Linked DNA regions of Mus musculus: regions 2, 3 and 4 are each linked to region 1. The links are chromatin contacts, called in public promoter capture Hi-C maps. All regions are on one chromosome and are shown on one strand. Each heading gives the region's core, a stretch centred on a gene start, on an enhancer-like site or on the middle of the called end of the contact. The rest is flanking DNA. Distances are from core to core; before and after follow the strand shown. Region 1 holds the start of Bach1 (BTB and CNC homology 1, basic leucine zipper transcription factor 1). Region 2 has its middle 3.1 kb from the start of Gm24891. Region 3 holds the start of Map3k7cl (Map3k7 C-terminal like). Region 4 holds the start of 4930590A17Rik (RIKEN cDNA 4930590A17 gene).

Region 1 (2,959 bases), core at 399-2,898:
ATTCTTTACCACCTGACCCCAGAAACTAGTTATGCAGGAAAACCTAAAAGCCCTAAAAGGAAATCCCCTTTGTGGCCTCATTTTAAAAAAAAATTATAAAGAATAACTTAAGCATGTATACACCACTCTGCATCAAAATACTAAAGGCAAAGCGAGGACAGCAAGGGAAAGAAATGATATAATACTGCTGACTGCCTTACTTCTATCTGAAATCTCAAAGATCCAGCTTCCTCCAGCACAAATTGAGTCTCCCGCAGTAGGCCACGAGGCTGCTGTTTAAACACCACCTCGGTGTTCCTTGGCCACGTCTTAAGCACGCTCTACCACGTCAGCCACTGATTACCTGGATCAAAACACACAGCCCGCAGCTGGACCCCCTCCGGCCTCCTGAAGCCACCCCTCGTGTGTGCAGCTCAGCCTTTTATAGTGGAGGCATGTGATGCGCGTATCTGCACCAGCTGTTCCTAATTACCTCTCAGTCTGGGGTGAATGACTCAGCAACACAAACTCTTTTAAAGAGTCACCCTACCTTGTTATCCAACCAACGTAGCGAACAAAGGGAAGCCACTTGACAGATCCGACGGTTAAACAACAAGAGGCGATCACTCCTCCAAAGCTACCCAACTCCAAGATGACTCACCAGGAGCCTTTTTTCCTCTAGACTCCCTTACGATGTCCAAAGCCAGAAGTGGCAAGCGCCTTCAAGCCCAGCCCAGAGCTTGCACCACTACCACAAGAGCAGGAAGAATAGGCCAACCCATACCTCTTCCCATTTCTCTGAATATTTGTAGAGCTCAAAAGCTCGGCCACGAACAAAAATCTACAGTGGTCATCCTTTAATCTTTCTGAACTGCCTTTCCTGCAAACCCAGTGAGCTGAGAGGAGTGCTCAATGCCTAAACAAAGACCCAGCAGGGGCATCGTCCTCCAAGGCTAGCAGTCACAACTCTACAATTCTCCAAAAGGAAAAAGAACAGCATCCTGAAAAAAAAAAAAAAAGTCTTTGTTCTTCCAAGCCTGTCTGGGGAGCAGGATTTTCCCACACGCGTTCTTTCAGAATTACTACTACGTCTGCCTTGACTCAGCGCACGCTGAACATAGAGAGCTCACTACATAAAAGCCATCGGCGCAATTCCACTAAATGACACCAAAGTCCCGGAGAAGATCGAAAACGCGCTGGCCCTGGCCCTACCGGACACGAACACAAAAGCTGGTGTCGTTAACATCGAGACCCACTCTGCCTATGCTGTGCGAGTCCACATTACAAACGTGCGCCAAGCAACAACAAAGGGAAGCGCGGAGCGCCCGGTAGTCCCGGAACCCCGGCCCGCTCGGCCTTGCCCCCGCAGCAGGCGGAGCGGGACGCGGCCCGCGGCGGAGCGCGGTGCAGGGCGGCGCCGGCACGGCCGGCCCAGAGAGTCCGCGCAGCGCGTAAACAGCGCGCAGCCCGCCGCCCCTTCTAGGCCCGCGCGGCCGCCCGCCACCAGCCCCGGTGACCCCCGGAAAGGACGGAAGGACGGCACCGCGCACCGCCCGAGCCACTTACCGGAGCCGAGACGCGGCGCGGCCCGACTGCAGGCGGCAAGCGGCGGTCAGGTGACTCACTCCCTCTGCGCGGACAGCCGCCCGTCTCCTCCCCTGCGCTCCGTTCCTCTCCGCCACCACCGCCAGCGCCTCGGGGCGCTAAAGCCCCGCCCCCGGTTCCGCCCCCGGGCCCCGCCCCGTAGCTGAAGCCCTGCCGAGCTCCAGGCCACGCCCTGCCTGGAGCCACGCCCCGTTCCAGGCCACGCCCTCCGCTAGTAAGAGCCTCTCTATTTCGCCTCCTGCGAGCTCCGTGTAACGTTGTGGATTGTATTGCTGAGCGCCAGGCCTCCAACCGCGTCGCCCTATCTCTGCCTTTGGTGGCAAGGTTACACGTCACGGAAGACCACCTCTTCCTCACCTGCTGAAGGCAGGGAAAAAAAAAGGCTGACGCCTCCACGCCCCCAGGGTTTTTGTTCACACAGCCCCTCTCCCCCCTCCCCCCCCCCCACACACAGATTAGATAAGGTCTTCTGCCCCACGCCCCCAAACCTCGGAAGCTCAGTTCGGCCAAGCTCCTGGGCTGCTTTCCTGTAGGAGCACAAAAACCAGGTGTTTGAACTTGCTGAAAAGGGTGTATGTCAACATCTGTCTGAAGCTCCGCAGGACTTTTAGGAGCAGATTCTGAGAGGGGGAGGCTGCTGCCCCTCTGAATGATCACTAGCTTCCCTTCTAGTTGTTTGTGTCCTTGAGGCCCTTCCTCGAAAACCGCAAGGCAGGTAACCTGGAGTGTGCTTTGCTCATTATAACCCATTAATATGCATGCTTCCCCGATCAAATCCCTTTACTCCTTGTGCTCAGCCAATACTGCTTTGAGAGTTATTCTTGCGCCCTTCATACTTGCCTGAATATAAGCTGCACTCTTATCTGCCTAGCCACGACGGACTGCATTCACCAATGGGCAAGCACGCTGTACTGGGCTTCATATCCGGAATATTGTACTGTCTGGCAGCCTCCTGTTGTCCCTCTACGCTGCACTACCAGGAAACATGGACGCATCCGTGTCTGGTCATGTCAGACGTCTTCCCTCAAGTCCTGGTCATGCTTTCATCCTCTGCTACTTATTGGGGTGTTAATCCAATTGTTCGTTTCTATTTTTTATTATGTTCGCTGTTGTTCAAGGCAGTGTCTTTACGCAAAGCTGCATGCACTCGTGGCAGGGCTTATCAGTCTGGAGAAAGAGAGGACTGGGCTGGCCAACCTGATTAAAAATGAGGAAGGAATTACCACCCCTGAGGCCAGTAGCCCTGGGAGGACTTGTAGGAAGAAATAATGTTGCTGGCTTTGAGTTCCAGAGGAAAGATGTAGAAAAATGGGAAGCCCCAAAATGTATGTGCTCCTTAAACACACACAGACAGTGCAAGGGCTCCAGGAGAGGG
Region 2 (2,700 bases), core at 180-2,679, 170 kb after region 1:
AAGGAAAGGAAAAGAAGAGAAAAAAGGAAAGGAAAGAAGAAAAGGAGAGGAGAGGAGAGGAGAGGAGAGGAGAGGAGAGGAGAGGAGAGGAGAGAAGAGAAGAGAAGAGAAGAGAAGAGAAGAGAAGAGAAGAGAAGAGAAGAGAAGAGAAGAGAAGAGAAGAGAAGAGAAGAGAAGAGAAGAGAAGAGAAGAGAAAAGAGTTAACTATAGGTGTATCTCAGCTAACAGTATTTGCCTGCGTGAGGCCCTGGGGTTGGGCATGGCAGTATACACCCATAGTCCCAAGCTCTCAAAAGGTAGAAATAGGAAAATCTGGGTCAACTCTGCTTGGCCAACTTGAGAATCTATGTCTTTCTCTTTTCCTTTTCCTTTTCCTTTTCCTTTTCCTTTTCCTTTTCCTTTTCCTTTTCCTTTGGACGGGTGCTGATGCTGAAACCGTGGACACCATTTGAGGATCGGTGCCAGGGAAAGTCTAGCTTGCAGGAAAACAGGGACCAAGAAGAAATAAAGAGGAAGCCATCCGCAGCATCATAGCAGGGATCTGTGGCAATGGAAACTCCCAACACAGGTCACACCCACTGGGCAGGCTGCAAGGCTAGAGGAAGGATGGTCCTTTTGTTGCATGCAAAAGACACCCAATTCTTAGAAATCTGACAAGTGTTCATGAGAAACGTAGAGAAACACTCTGTTTACATTGTGTCTTGGTCAGGGTTTCTATTCCTGCACAAATCATCATGACCAAGAAGCAGTTAGGGAGGAAAGGGTGTATTCAGCTTACATTTTCCACATTGTTGTTCATCACCAAAGGAAGTCAGGACAGGAACTCACACAGGGCAGGAAGCAGGAGCTGATGCAGAAGCCATGGAGAGATGTTCCTTACTGGCTTGCTTCTCCTGGCTTGCTCAGCTTGCTTTCTTATAGAACTCAGGACCACCAGCCCAGGGATGGCACCACCCACAATGGGCCCTCCCTCCTTGATCACTCATTGAGAAAATGCCTTACAGCTGGATCTCATGGAGGCATTTCCTCACCTGAAGCTCATTTCTCATTTCTCTGTGATAACTCCAGCTTGCGACAAGTTGACACAAAACCAGTCAGTACACCTTGATTTTGTCGTAGGTATCTGTGACCTCTGGTTCAAAGTCAATCACGGACAGGAAATCAGAGATGCCCTATGCAAGAAGAAGAATCTTCAAGATGATTTATATGGGGGAAAGGCTGATGGAAGCACAAGAGAAAGTACAGCATAGAAAGCCCACAGAGTCTAATAGAGGCCAGGACGATGACAGGCACTGGCCCTAAAGGCTAGGAAAATGACAGGCGCTGGCCTTGCCACCACCTGAGGGCCTCCTCACACTCCCTACACCTCTCATTAGTCCAAGTGAGGAGGGATTCCAAGGCCATCCTGGATGTATCAATGCTGGCACAGTCGATCAGGTCTGCTCTTTGAGCCCTTTTCCAGTTAGTCATGAGTGACCTCAGAGGCACTGCAAAGCCAGCCCAGCCCAGCCATATGTTTGGGCCTTTTCCTATGGAGCCTGATGCGGGATTGGAGGATAGGAGGATAGGAGGCAGCCGTGATAAGTTGGGAAGGATGGTGAGGTGGAAGCAGTTGGAGGTTTTGTTGCAAAAGCTTCCTAGTACACCAAGCTCCACACTTCCCTCGCTCCTTTACCAAAATAATATTTTTGATAGGATTCTGTCTTCTTCAGGTAACAGGGGAACTTTGTTCAAGCTGAGAGCTATATACTCAACACAATGTTAGCTGTAAATAACCCAGATCACAACTCAAAGACTAAAGCATTCCAGAATTTTGTTGTTGTTGGTGATGATGATGTTGAGTAATAAGCAAAGCTGAGGTAAGATAGTTCAGGGTGTGTGAGTCAGTGGCTTGGTGACGTCATCGCAGACAAGTGGAGAAGCAATTGAGGGAGATACCCAGAGTCAACCTCTGGCCAGCTTCTATGCATACTCACTAGACAAACAGATAAACCAGTAGAGTATGGTTGCTTCAGTGAATATTGATCAGATAATCTGACCATGTACTCATTGTGACCCTGTGTCCTCGCTAGTTTTATGTCAACATGACACAAAGTCACCACGATTGAGAAAATGCCTTCTCCGTGAGATTGGGCAAACCTTCATGATTGATGGGGGAGGAGCCAGCCGGTTGTGGGTGGGTGGGGCCACCCTGGGCTGGTGGTCCTGGGTGCTGTAAGAAAGCAGACTAAGCAAGCCTATAAGCAGTGTTCCTCTGTGACCTCTGTACCAGTTCCTGCAGAGGTGACAGCGTTCTAGCTCTGACTCCCTCTGATAAGGAACAGTGATTTAGAACCCACTCCTGCCCAGCTTGCTTTTAGACTCAGTGTTTTAGCACAGCAATAAAAACCCTAATTGAGACACCTGGCGTCTAATAACAAATCAACTATCAGGCAGCAAGAACTCTCCCAAGCATCCCGAAATATGGCCTCCCAAAAGCATGCATTCCCTCCTCTTCTCACACAATGGAAATGATGTTTTGTTTGACATTGTCACAGATCCTGAACCAGAGTTATCTAACCGAACTGTACCTAGCTTCCTGGGAACAGGAAATACTTGCTCTTTAAAACTTTTAGAGTTCTGTATTTGTCAGGTACTGGCAGAGCCTCTCAGGAGAGAGCTATATCAGGCTCCTGTCAGCAAGCACTTGTTGGCACCCG
Region 3 (2,792 bases), core at 274-2,773, 150 kb after region 1:
CACCCAAAGGCATCCCATGAGTGTGTGGCTCTATTTATTAAATTATTATTATTTAGTTAATAAACTTAGAGACAATATGTGGAAAACATCCCATATTAACATTTCTATTTTTGGTCATGCCTCTTCTAAACTCTCTCCTTCCTATTCATCTCATGTAGGCAGAAACCCAAAAAAAACCTGCATGATATTTTAAGGAAAATGTCTCCAAAAATGGCAAAATATAAATACTGTCTTTAGCCATCCTTGGCAGGGTCCTGGGAACTGCGGTAGCAGAATATTTTCTCATGGTCAGGTTTTTTTTTTCTCTTTCCCATAGCTTTTCTGTGTCTAAAAATAGTATCCAGAACACTGGGGTTTGTTTTTACAATTACTTGTGTGGGCAAGTTCAGGGCCTACATTTGTATATGTGCATTCAGATGTAGATACATTGTGAACCATCTGAGGTACCATCCTGAAAGAAAACGGGCCTCTATTAGCCATCCAGCAAAGCTTAAAAGCACAGCAAATGTTTATGAGCCACTTAGAATTCTGTTGCGCCCAAGTTACTCCTCACAATAGCTCTGGGCCCTGGACATTCTACACACCATGACAACATAACTTTATGTTACAAAAGGACAGAATCCTGAAATGGCTATGACTTAACACGGGACTTCTTGCTTTTCAAAAAAAAAAAAAACAAAAAAAACAAAACCAACCCTCTGGCACATTTGTGTGTAGTTTCTTCTGCTTGGTATCAGTATTCTCGGAACCACCTGTTTCTGAGGAAAGAGCACAGATGGTCTCAAGTTGAACAAAACAAGCAGAAGCTCCGAGAGTTGTAGCCGAGAGGGAAAGTCTTACTTCTGGGAGACCTATAGTGCGCAGTCTGCCTGAGTGTGACTTCTAGGGATGGGAAGCTCGCGCCTCTTCAGGTGCACACATCCCTTTCCACTTTCCCGCATCAACAAATGAAGCACAGGAGACGGGAATCTGCCTCTTGGGTTTACTAAACCTCTGCTCTGGCTTCCAGCTAGAGGAATGAAATCGATCAACACAGCTAAGGGCAAGACAACAGAAAATATCTGCCTGTCTGTCTTGAAAAGGGTGATGTCCAGATCCGGTAGATTTTGAGTGCCACACAGCATCCACAACTTGCCTTTCCATCGCACCTCCCCGGGGAAAGCAGCTGCTGGGTCCTTCTCCGGCCACTGTAACGGAGCCTCAGTTAAGTTGCCCGTGCTCAGAGCGGTTAGCTGGGTTTCACACCTGCTGCCTTACCTCACTTAGTTGAGAGTCTGCGCTTGTGTAATCCAGGGCCAGCCACTGCCTTGGCCAGTCGTTGAGTTTGTGCAGTCAAGACTCAGCGAGAGAGCAGTCTGCACCTGCTGCATAGCAGCCACCGACACTCTGAGGAGCAGAGACAGCTGCCCAGGCTGCACACTACCTGCTCTGCCCCGGACCCCACTGTCCCATCCCACGGGACCTCCCTGTTCCGCTTCCTCGCATAGCCCCTCTCTCCTTTCCTTGCCACTCCGACAGCCAGGATGTTGTCATGTTTCTAGAAAAAGCAAGAGCAAAAGAAAAACCCTCCTCCTGTCAGAAGCATTGATAAACAGCAAGCTGTAGAGCGTCCAAATGTTTTAATTCATTAGTCCTGGCAAACCTAAAATACAAACAGACTTGCTTCACAAGACAGGAATGTCTTCGTGGTGACCCAATCCGTGTCTGCGTCTATTCCAGCGAACTGGCAAAGATAGCATGACTCTAGTCAGCAAAAATGTCAGCTCAGCTAGACCCAGCCAACTTGGACAGGCCACTGGCTGCCTCTTGGAACGTAGCAGTGATGATCCCATTAAGAAGGTGAGGTTTGAGGTTGAGCTGGTCCTGAGCTTGATGGCTTGATCCGCTCTACCACGGCAGTCGCTCACCAAAGGGGTCAGTGGTCAACCGGGAACATCGGGATCCCTTCGACTTCTCTTCACAGTCGTTAAACTTGGATGCCTTGGGTATTTAAAAATAACTGAACCATGACGTTAAGGTTAAAGAGTTAAACATAAATAACGTTAAGAGAATGCAAAGACAAAGCCACAAACTGAAAGGAGATATTTGCGAAATGCACAGGGGAATCCGAAATATGGGAAGAAAACTTAAAACTGGACAGAGGGGAAACAGTCCAGTCGGGGAGTGAGGAGGAGGAAGGGGGAGAGGTCGAGAGTTCTCAACAGACACTTTTCAGCAAAGGTAAACAGATAGCCAGTAAACCTATGGAAAGATGGTTGGCTTTCATGTCAGTAGAGAGCCACAGACAGAAATAATGGGGCATTGCCTGGCACCCGTTCCCAGGGCTCACATCCCAACACAAGCGATGAAGTACATATGGAGAAGAATGCTAGCTCTCCCTCACTTCTAGTGGGAATACAAAAGGATAAAAGAACCTTAGAATACAATTTGATCATTTCTTACTAAACCAAACATATTTTTATCATGTGATCCATCAATGGCAGGCTGTTCCATGGTCTAGCATCCAGGTTCACATGACAATCCTGGGTGATACACTCAGCCTCAAAGAAGTCAAAGTAGTGCATCATTTATGTGCTGAATGCAAGTCAGTAATTGTGTCTTGCATTTTAAATGCCATCCAAAGGCCTATGCATGGAAGGTTTGCTCTGCTGTCCACAGCATGACTTTGAAGTGATGGAAACTTTGGGGTGAGGGGGGTCCCACTTAGGTGACTGGAGGTATGCCTTTAAAGATATTAGCGTCCAGCCCCCTCCTCTTACTCTCTCTTTGCTCTCTGGATGTATTGATGGGTA
Region 4 (2,774 bases), core at 223-2,722, 210 kb before region 1:
CAACCATCTATGGTGACACAAGACCATAACCCCAACCTGCAAGAGGTAAAAGCTGGAGAATTAGAAAATGAGGATCAACTACATATTGAGTTTAAGGGAAGCCTGGGTCACAGGACACTTGTCTCAAAAAAAATTTTAGATAAATAAATAAATGACATTTTGGGTTTGTTTTAGACTGTATGCTCTCTAATTCTGACATTTACTTAGTACTTTATAGCTTTCGAAATGTTTATACACACATCACATTTGATCCTTTGTGTGATTTTAATTCAGCTTTACTATCAGAAGTAATGGATATTGGAGTCCAGAACCTTGAGTCATGGAAATACAGTTAATAGAGAATTTTATAAGTTGTCCAAACTCTGCTTCAAGCACAGCCACATGTGACTTCATTGTGTGGAATCGCTGTGTTTCAGTGGCTAAATATTTTCCAGCTTCCGTTTTCAAACATCTAACACTAGAAGGTTACCTAAGAGCACAAGGTTGCTTTGAAGAACTATTTATCAAAATAGGTGCCACTGGCAAGCACTTAATGAGGTTTTCATGGATAAATAACACAGAGGGAACCAAACTCAACATTCCCTCACCATGTGGTAGTTTAGTATATTCAATATGGTATCATGGATGAAAAAATTTCAACCTATTCAGTATCTCTCATGCCCTTAGGTCATAGTGTCTTTTCTATGAAGCAACTGGCAAGACCTCTGTCCCCATATGACACTCTCTAAATCTATCATGAGAACACTGAAATCACATCATGGCATAGAACATAAAACTACTTTAGTCTTTATATTAAATATGGCATCCTATAGAATAATTAAATATTTCTCTCTGGTCACATAAGCAGTCAGAAAATGATCAGCATCTTAAAGAAAATGGGATTAAGAATATAAATAATCAAACACTGTCCAATTTTCCCCGAGCACGTGTTTAAAATGAACAGCCAAGTCACTACACTCAAGGGAAGGGCCTGCATGAGGAAGATATGAGGATTTATAGGAGTAGCTTTGAGCAGTCTCTCCAGACAGTAAACTCTAGTGCGAGGTTAGGGCAAGGCAACTGCAATCATTTGAGACATTCAGTTGTTTCTCGTAGTCAAGTAAAGTTATGACTCAATTATCTAATCAGTAGTTTAAATAAGAAGTTGGATCCCGATTAATCATTGCTTTGTATGAATTGACTCAAACCAAAAATGGAGCTACTAATTCTAAGTGACAGATCATACATACATACATACATACATACACAGGCATATTTGGCATTTGATATATAATGGACCATTTATGTGGAGAATCCAAGAAAAATTGTGTATCTTTAAGACAGAAACTTCATGATATTGATAATCTCAACATTTATTGGTAAAACATAGATCCATCCTTACTCAGAATGATCAAGTAAGTAGGTTGTTGCTGACTTGGGCCTTTGTTGATTTTTTTTTCTACTTCTCCTCTTCTTTTGTCCAACCTTCTAACAACCAGTTCTTGTTGCCATGGCAATAACTGCTGAGACCACATTGACCTCTACCGGGTCCATTTCGTTTCAAGTGAAATCTAGAACAAAAGCCATCAAACGATATTTGCACCATTGGTTCAGAGAATTTAGTGTAAATCACAGTCATCTGGAGGAGGGATCTGCAGCTCGTACACTCACACTCGTGTGTTCACTTGGTGGGCACAGCCAGGAATTGGCAGGTTTCACCAAGCCTGAAAATGAATATTTAAAATTCACTCTCTGCATTGGTTTCCATTAAAGTTAACTTGAATGTATTAATTTTCTCCAAAATCAGGACATACACATGAGTCTTGAACTCTCTTGAATGCTAAGGATTGTTTGATAGTTTTTTTTTTTTAACATAAATTTATTTCACAATAATCCTGAGTACAGCTGCTTTACTTTAAAGCACTTGGCAAACATGGGCTCTTATAAATAAATAAATAAAAATCCTCCCTTGAACATAGCAGTTTTGTTAAGTTAGATGGTAAGCATCAATTTTTATAACACAATTTTTCGGCTTTCAAAATTCCTTCCATAGAAACTGGCGATATGGGCAAGACAGTTCTTTCTTAACCTTTCAAAGCATTTCCATTTACAACAGTAGCAGGCTGTGAGTTATATTTTTAAATTACTACTTAAAGTCAAGCAGAGAGGCAGAATGGCATTAAAAGATTGGACGAAGGCATCAATAATAATAACATTATATTAATTTGTTTCTTCATAAGTCTGTCAGTCACCTAATTCAAAGAAGAAAAATAATAAAGCTTCATATTGTACTTTGCTGTTTTAGACTAAAATTACAAATTGAATTTTAACATTTTTTTTTTCAGTAAAACTACATAAACAATATGAAAATTGGCTGGACTCCTATGATTATAAACTTATTCAAAAAATCATTCTCAAAAATCCTCACTGTATTTGACAAGCATTATGTTATATTGTTTATGAGTCATAATGCAATACTACAGTGAATTCCAATTAATGTACAAGCATGTGGTGTTTATACTACAAGGTCTGTTTGCTAGGAAGCCTGAACACGGAGAAGCAAAGGGAAAGAAAACAATTTTCCTGTACTGCTTTCTGTACACCTAGTTGCTGCAAAAGGCACCATAAATTAATCTCTCGCAGAGAGTAAAGGGCCCCTGCTTCCTGCTGACATTGTAGCTCACCTGTAGGAACTACCTCACTAAGCTTCACCCCTCTGTGGATTGTTATGTCCAGATGCGCAGGAATTAAAATCGTTTCGGCTTTCAAAATTCCTTCCACAGAAACTGGCGATA

The links. Promoter capture Hi-C pulls out the DNA fragments that hold promoters and counts their contacts.
Region 2: a contact with region 1 is called in a promoter capture Hi-C map of liver. The contact joins the enhancer-like site here to the promoter of Bach1 in region 1. A contact is called at or near these places in 8 of 39 promoter capture datasets (the 3T3-L1 cell line, the C10 cell line, the HPC-7 cell line and 5 more), 1 of 484 Hi-C or Micro-C datasets (stem cell-derived neural stem cells), 8 of 115 datasets of contacts at active chromatin or transcription factors (the NIH/3T3 cell line, embryonic forebrain, extraembryonic endoderm stem cells and 5 more) and 3 of 9 other capture datasets (adipose tissue, liver and pancreatic islet).
Region 3: a contact with region 1 is called in a promoter capture Hi-C map of 3T3-L1-derived adipocytes, with 4 times the contacts expected there. The contact joins the promoter of Map3k7cl here to the promoter of Bach1 in region 1. A contact is called at or near these places in 14 of 39 promoter capture datasets (3T3-L1-derived adipocytes, the C10 cell line, cranial neural crest and 9 more), 4 of 484 Hi-C or Micro-C datasets (muscle stem cells and uterus), 7 of 115 datasets of contacts at active chromatin or transcription factors (the NIH/3T3 cell line, bone marrow-derived macrophages, cardiomyocytes and 4 more) and 4 of 9 other capture datasets (adipose tissue, liver, macrophages and 1 more).
Region 4: a contact with region 1 is called in a promoter capture Hi-C map of hippocampal neurons, with 5 times the contacts expected there. The contact joins the promoter of 4930590A17Rik here to the promoter of Bach1 in region 1. A contact is called at or near these places in 5 of 39 promoter capture datasets (the 3T3-L1 cell line, cranial neural crest, hippocampal neurons and 2 more).

What each region holds. Positions count from the first base shown.
Region 1 is chr16:87,697,643-87,700,601 of GRCm38.p6, reverse strand. Bach1 (BTB and CNC homology 1, basic leucine zipper transcription factor 1) reads right to left here and starts at 1,648. Exons shown (of 5, transcript NM_007520.2): 1 at 1,546-1,648.
Region 2 is chr16:87,523,675-87,526,374 of GRCm38.p6, reverse strand. No RefSeq gene overlaps it. Among named protein-coding and RNA genes, the nearest start is that of Gm24891, 3.1 kb to the left of the region's middle. Within about 2 kb of position 1,429, at least 4 of the 459 cell types and tissues checked have an H3K27ac peak or open chromatin away from gene starts, as enhancers often do. A contact at or near this core is called in liver, where this site is marked.
Region 3 is chr16:87,552,061-87,554,852 of GRCm38.p6, reverse strand. Map3k7cl (Map3k7 C-terminal like) reads right to left here and starts at 1,523. Exons shown (of 5, transcript NM_144854.2): 1 at 1,258-1,523.
Region 4 is chr16:87,907,969-87,910,742 of GRCm38.p6, reverse strand. It overlaps 4930590A17Rik (RIKEN cDNA 4930590A17 gene), which reads right to left and starts at 1,472. Exons shown (of 6, transcript NR_155304.1): 1 at 1,382-1,472; 2 at 1-36. All of the region lies in intron 15 of Grik1 (glutamate receptor, ionotropic, kainate 1), which reads left to right.